2 separate regions of the Macaca mulatta genome follow, and region 1 is linked to region 2. The links are chromatin contacts, called in public Hi-C maps. All regions are on one chromosome and are shown on one strand. The core of a region is the stretch at or near the end of the contact, and the rest is flanking DNA. Distances in the headings are between cores, read along the strand shown. Region 1 holds the start of FTL (ferritin light chain). Region 2 holds the start of HSD17B14 (hydroxysteroid 17-beta dehydrogenase 14).

What was found. A called contact is a pair of places that touch in the nucleus more often than the background predicts.
Region 1: a contact with region 2 is called in a Hi-C map of liver, with 2.5 times the contacts expected there. The contact joins the promoter of FTL here to the promoter of HSD17B14 in region 2. A contact is called at or near these places in 2 of 14 Hi-C or Micro-C datasets (CD4 T cells and liver).

Annotation. Positions count from the first base shown.
Region 1 is chr19:61,421,146-61,424,315 of T2T-MMU8v2.0, reverse strand. It overlaps FTL (ferritin light chain), which reads right to left and starts at 1,523. Exons shown (of 4, transcript NM_001261207.1): 1 at 1,221-1,523; 2 at 913-1,059; 3 at 418-543. The coding sequence starts at 1,322.
Region 2 is chr19:61,290,373-61,293,920 of T2T-MMU8v2.0, reverse strand. HSD17B14 (hydroxysteroid 17-beta dehydrogenase 14) reads left to right here and starts at 1,255. Exons shown (of 9, transcript XM_077980719.1): 1 at 1,255-1,467; 2 at 1,951-2,494; 3 at 2,954-3,219. The coding sequence starts at 1,987. PLEKHA4 (pleckstrin homology domain containing A4) reads left to right here. Exons shown (of 18, transcript XM_077980579.1): 17 at 1-14; 18 at 409-867. LOC144337218 (a long non-coding RNA gene) reads right to left here and starts at 3,342. Exons shown (of 2, transcript XR_013410018.1): 1 at 3,243-3,342; 2 at 1-1,777.

The DNA of each region.
Region 1 (3,170 bases), core at 274-2,773, 130 kb before region 2:
TTGGGAGGCCGAGACGGGCGGATCACGAGGTCAGGAGATCGAGACCATCCTGGCTAACATGGTGAAACCCCGTCTCTACTTAAAAAAAAAAAATACAAAAAACTAGCTGGGCGAGGTGGCGGGTGCCTGTAGTCCCAGCTACTTGGGAGGCTGAGGCAGGAGAATGGCGTGAACCTGGGAGGCGGAGCTTGCAGTGAGTCGAGATCCGGCCACTGCACTCCAGCCTGGGCGACAGAGTGAGACTCCGTCTCAAAAAAAAAAAAAGGAAACCCGATCCCTGGAAAAGAGGGAGAAAGAGCTGCCAGTTGCAGATTAAAATATGACAGGTGTTAAATGAGGCTCTGAAGGGAATTTGCCCAAAGAGAGCAAAGGCTTGAGGGGTATGGTTGGGTAGCCATGGATGCAGGGGGTACGTACATGGGGATCCGTGTGGGCAGAACCCAGGGCATGAAGATCCAAAAGGGCCTGATTCAGTTTTTTCTCCAGGGCCATGGCGGCTTTCATGGCATCCGGGGTTTTACCCCACTCATCTTCAGCTGGCTTCTATACAGAAGGGAGAAACGGCTTCAGAATACACACACTCGGCACATGGAACTAAACCTACATTTCCCAAGAATTGGTGGGGGTCAGAGGCCCAGGCCACAAAGACATGTGACAGCTTGTATTTATCACTCTCCGCACCCCGTCCTAGCTCTTACAGCTACACGTCCTTAAGTCTACGCAGCAGTGTGGACTGCCGCGTCCTGGGGGCACTGCACGACGTGCGCCTCTATTTCCAGCCGTAAAAGGGCTCACAAGACCGAACTCAATCTCCCCGAAGCCCACGCGACATCTAAGCCCTCAAATCAAGGCTCCTCGCGCGCACGGCCTGCTGGGAGATGTAGTCCGTTACCCTACCCACACACTAGTTACCTTGACGTCCTGAAAAAGAGCGCGGCCGCCACGCTGGTTTTGCATCTTCAGGAGACGCTCGTAGCCCTCGCGCTTCTCCTCGGCCAATTCGCGGAAGAAGTGGCTCACGCCTTCCAGAGCCACATCATCGCGGTCGAAATAGAAGCCCTAAGGAAAGAGATGGAGGGAACAACGCTTAGCGGGAGGCGAGGCCAAGGGGGACTCCGCCCTCTGTTTACTCGACCGGACAAAGAAGGCCGGCGCCTGCGCTGAGGGCCGAACGTGCGCAGCTGGGGGAAATTAGGGCCAGGGGCGTCCTGGGGACTCACCAGAGAGAGGTAGGTGTAGGAGGCCTGCAGGTACATATTGACCAGGCTGTTGACGGCTGCCTCCACGTCGGTGGAATAATTCTGACGAATCTGGGAGCTCATGGTTGGTCGGCAAGACGGAGCTAACCACAAAAACGGTGCTGGCAGGTCCCAGAAGCAGGAGATGGCCGAGAAGATGGTCCCGGAGGTTGCAAGTGGAGAGGAAATCGGAGGGCGCTCGGAGGCTGGAAGAAAGAGTCCCCGGATCTGTTCCGTCCAAACACTGTTGAAGCAAGAGACAGACCCGCGGGACCGCCGAACTGCGAGGGGACGTGGCTAGGGCGGCTTCTTTTATAGTGCGCTGGCCCTCGGAGGCGGGGCGCTCGGAGCGGGCTATCGGCCAATCTGCGGTGGCAGGAGGCGGGGCCGAAGGCCGTGCCTGACCAATCCGGAGCACACAGGAGTCTCAGCCCCCGCCCCAAAGCAGGGGGAAGTCACGCGCCTGCAGCGCGAGTGTGTTGTGAAATGGGGGCTTGCGGGGGTTGGGGCCCTGGGGCCGATTCGAGGAATGGAGGGTTTCGTGGGCGGGGGGGTGGGGGCTGGGGTTCCTCTGGGAGGCTATAGTTTTATGGGAGCATTGAGAGTCCTGTGAACTGATGACCCTGGGGTCCTGGGGGTGCCTCGGGAAAGTAAGTCAGATTGTGGGGTTTCGGAGGGCATGGATTTTTCTGGAACCTTGAGTGGGGGAGGGGCAACTCAGAGGTGCGGGGAGGACCTGTAGTTGCCTGAGGTTTGTGCTGCGAGATAAGGAGTCTCCGGATCCTTGGGAAGCTTGGAAGGCAGTGAGGTGGTATTTCTGGACCCCTGGGGATCTCTGGGAGACAGAGGGGTGCGAGGACTGGAGTCCTGGGCTTTACAGAGGTGGGAGTTCACGATGCAAACTCTATATTTTGGAGCCCTCCCCGGGGAGATCTTTAGGTCCTTGAGGTGCTCTGCAAGTTGGAAAGGGCAGTTGTTCTGGAGCCGTGGGGTTCCCCAGTGCGGGAAGCCCAGGAGGAGCATTGTATGAGGTAGGGTGACTTCTGGAACCCTGGACAGCCCTCGGAAACCCTCCAAAGACTGGCTGGGACTTTGGGGATACCTTGGAGCTCTTTTAAGGGCCCAGTCGTTTTCTGGGAGTGGAAATGGGGAGGAATGAAATGTCTGTTTCGAGCTTTGCGGTGTCTCTGGGACTGCGTGTCCTGGGGGCTGTTTTGGAGGCAACTCACAGACTCCGAGAATTCTCCTTGGCCCTGAAAACAGTGTCTCCGCAGTTGCCGTCGTGTCTTGCCTGACGTGTGCTCTTTCAGGCCCACAAAGAGAAGCCCTGCGTTGTGGACACACAGTCTGGGGACCTATGGACGAGACGTCTGTCTACAACTAATGCGTATTTTTTTTTTTTTTTTTTTTGAGACAGAGTCTGGCTCTGTTGCCCAGGCTGGAGTGCAGTGGCCGGATCTCAGCTCACTGCAAGCCCCGCCTTCCAGGTTCACGCCATTCTCCTGTCTCAGCCTCCCGAGTAGCTGGGACTACAGGCGCCCGCCACCTCGCCCGGCTAATTTTTTTTTGTATTTTAGTAGAGACGGGGTTTCACCGTGTTTGCCAGGATGGTCTCGATCTCCTGACCTCGTGATCCGCCCGTCTCGGCCTCCCAAAGTGCTGGGATTACAGGCTTGAGCCACCGCGCCCGGCCTCTCTAATGCGTATTTTTTAAGCGGACCTGGTCCATGTTGATTTCTGGGAGACGGAGTCGGCGCAAACCTTGACCCTGCTTAAGTGCCCCGATGGAGGTAGCCCGTGCGCTGGGCAGGGAGCTGAAGCCACTGGGGCGTGGGGTGTGAGGTCAGGCCCTGCCCTACAGAGGAGCCGCTCCGAGCAGCCCAGGCAGGGCAGCCCCTGACCGAGGGGATCTGCAGATGCCTCGCCAGGCCG
Region 2 (3,548 bases), core at 6-2,505:
CAGAATGATGACAGGTGACTGGCTGGGGATGTTGAACTTCTGGGTTTTAGGGAGGAGAAAGCTGGAGACCTGGAATCCCAGGTCCTGGAGAGGAGGGGTCTAGGGGCCGGTGGGAATTTTTTATGTTGGCGAAGAAAGAGTTGGGCAGAGTTTGGGAGTTTTAGGTCTCAGGCAAGAGTGGACTGGGTTCCGGGACACTTGGGAGGAGGGGAGGAAGAGGTCAGGGGGCGGGGAGAGGACCGACATCTGAGTCTGAAAGAGGTCTGGACTCGGGTGTCCAGACTCCTGGGTCTGAGGGAGGAGGGGCTGGGGGCCTGGACTCTTGGGTCTGAGGGAGGAGGGGCCTGGGAACCCGGAGTCCTGCTGCTGAAGTTTGCCATTCTTATGTCTCCCACTCATCCTCTCTAGGTGGAAATTTGGACTCCCGGGGAGACCCTCTTCCCCGTGTGCCGCTGCCTCCTTCGGACCCCACGCGCCAGGAGACCCCTCCCCCCAGATCTTCCCCGGTGGCTAATTCGGGTTCCACAGGGTTCTCTCGCCGAGGGAGTGGGCGTGGAGGAAGTCCCGCCCCCTGGGGGCCCACGTGGGATGCCGGGATCGCCCCTCCGGTCCTGCCCCAGGACGAGGGGGCGTGGCCTCTGCGAGTCACTCTGCTACAGTCCAGCTTCTAACCCGCCCAAACGTGGCAGCCAATCGGAGCGTGAGCACGTGGTCTGGAGGTACCGCCGGAGATCTGGGACCACTCAGGGCATCAGGGGCGTGGTCTGGTCCCCATCGCCCGCCCGGGAGGGAAATGGTTTCTATGGCCAAAGTTTGATTTTCTCAACACTGTCTAAATTTGGATTAAAACTTTGAACTTTTAGTCAATAGCTTTGTTTCTGTCTGTTTGGGGTTGTTGCACTGGGGTCTCTGAGGGGCAGAGCCGGAGTCGTGCACTCCTGGGTCCTGAGAGAGGAAGGGACAGGGGGCTTGGACTTACAGGTCTCTGGGAGGAAGGGATAGAGAATCTGATCCCTCAGTCTGAGAGTGGAGGGGCCTGGGTCAGGATTCCCGGGTCTGAGGGAGGAGGGGTTGGGACCCTGACTCCTGGGTCTGAGGGAGGAGGGGCTGGGAGGCTGGACTCCTGGGTCTGAGGGAGGAGGGACTGGGGCTCCTGGATTCCTGTGTCTGTGGGAGGAGAGGAGTGTCTGAGGGAGGAGGGGCTGGGGACAAACTTCCAGGTCCCTAGCCTTCCTGGCAACGCCCCCCGAGGCTGGACTTCCACGATCCAGCTTCTATTGAGGATTTGATGCGACGGCCTCACGGGGCTTTGGAGGTGAAAAAGGCCCAGAGTAGAGACACAGAGAGAGAGAGAGAGAGAGAGAGACCGGTGGACACGGATGGCTACGGGAACGCGCTATGCCGGGAAGGTGGTGGTTGTGACCGGGGGCGGGCGCGGCATCGGAGCTGGGATCGTGCGCGCCTTCGGTGAGCCGGGTCTGACTGCTGGGAGCTGTGGAGCGTGAGAGAGGAAGGATGGGGGCGGGGCGATGGGGGCGGAAAATAGGGTCTCCAATACTGCAGCCGGGATTCTGATCTTATAAAAGCCAATTTGCAGGCTAAAGTAAGCGTGTGGCGCGGTAGGCTAGGGCTGTCTGGCAGGGTCTCCGAAGGCAGTGGCCCCTTTCTCTGGGTCTGTTGGTATAGCTGCAAAACCAGTGGTTTGGGGAATGGCCCTGTCAGTTGTGGAGTTTGCTCTGGAACCCACGAACGGGGGATCAGGAGCCTCAGCAGAAACCTGGGCAGGCAAGGAGAGTATGTGTCAAGGCCTCTGCCCTCTGTCCTGTGGGTGATCATGAGACTGGGGTCACGAGGGGAGACGGAGATCGGCCCCAATCCAGGTGGCCACAAGAGGGCGGCAGAGGCTTTAACCAAGACTCGGAGGGTAACGTGTTCCCTTCCTATTCTCAGTGGACAGCGGGGCCCAAGTGGTTATCTGCGACAAGGATGGTGAGTGAGGGTCCCTCAGCCCTCAGCCCTCACCCTGGTCCTTCCTCCCTCAGTCCAGGGGTCCAGGAGCCCCAGCCCCTCCTCCCTCAGACCCAGGAGTCCAGGAGCCCCAGCCCCTCCTCCCTCAGACCCAGGAGTCCAGGAGTCCCAGCCCCTCCTCCCTCAGACCCAGGAGTCCAGGAGCCCCAGCCCCTCCCCCCTCAGACCCAGGAGTCCAGGCCCCAGCGCCTCCTCCCTCAGACCCAGGAGTCCAGGCCCCAGCGCCTCCTCCCTCAGACCCAGGAGTCCAGACCCCCAGCCCCTCCTCCCTCAGACCCAGGAGTCCAGGCCCCAGCACCTCCTCCCTCAGACCCAGGAGTCCAGGCCCCCAGCCCCTCCTCCCTCAGACCCAGGAGTCCAGGAGCCCCAGCCCCTCCCCCCTCAGACCCAGGAGTCCAGGCCCCAGCGCCTCCTCCCTCAGACCCAGGAGTCCATATCCCCAGCCCCTCCTCCCTCAGACCCAGGAGTCCAGACCCCTCCTCCTCCCTCAGACCCAGGAGTCCAGGCCCCCAGCCCCTCCTCCCTCAGACCTAGGAGTCCAGACCCCTCCTCCTCCCTCAGACCCAGGAGTCCAGGCCCCCAGCCCCTCCTCCCTCAGACCTAGGAGTCCAGACCCCCCCTCCTCCCTCAGACCCAGGAGTCCAGGCCCCCAGCCCCTCCTCCCTCAGACCTAGGAGTCCAGACCCCTCCTCCTCCCTCAGACCCAGGAGTCCAGGCCCCCAGCCCCTCCTCCCTCAGACCCAGGAGTCCAGGCCCCAGCACCTCCTCCCTCAGACCCAGGAGTCCAGGCCCCAGCACCTCCTCCCTCAGACCCAGGAGTCCAGGCCCCAGCACCTCCTCCCTTGGACCTAGGAATCCAGGGCCCCAGCCCCTCCTACCTTGGACCCAGGAGTCCAGATCCCTGTCCCTCCTCCCTCAGACCCAGGAGTCCAGGCCCCCAGCCCCTGCTCTCTCAGACCCAGGAGTCCAGGCCCCCAGACCCTGCTCTCTCAGACCCAGGAGTCCAGGCCCCCAGCCCCTCCTCCCTCAGACCCAGGAATCTGCAGACCCCCAGACCCTCCTCCCTCAGGCCCAGGGGTCCAGGCTCCCAGCTCTTTTCTGCCTGCAGAGTCTGGGGGCCGGGCCCTGGAGCAGGAGCTCCCTGGAACTGTCTTTATCCTCTGTGATGTGACTCAGGAAGATGATATGAAGGTGAGCCGAGTTCCCATTCCTACCCCCATCTCCGCTAATGACCAGTTCTTTGTTCTCCTCCAGCCATTTGCACGTGCCTTTCCCTCTACTTTTCCTTCCTCTCCTGGCTCCACTGGACCCCTCAAAGGTTTCCAACCAGTGTCACTCCACACACAAGATCTTCTGTGACTGACGAGCAGGTCACATGTTCCTTCTCTCCCACCTCTCCAAGGCTCTTAGCACATCTGACACGTGGGTGGAAAGGAATAAGTCCCTCAAAGTGGGTCAACTGTAACTGATTTTTCTGTCTCTTTTTTGGAGGTGTCACTGTCACTGAGGCTGGAGTGCAG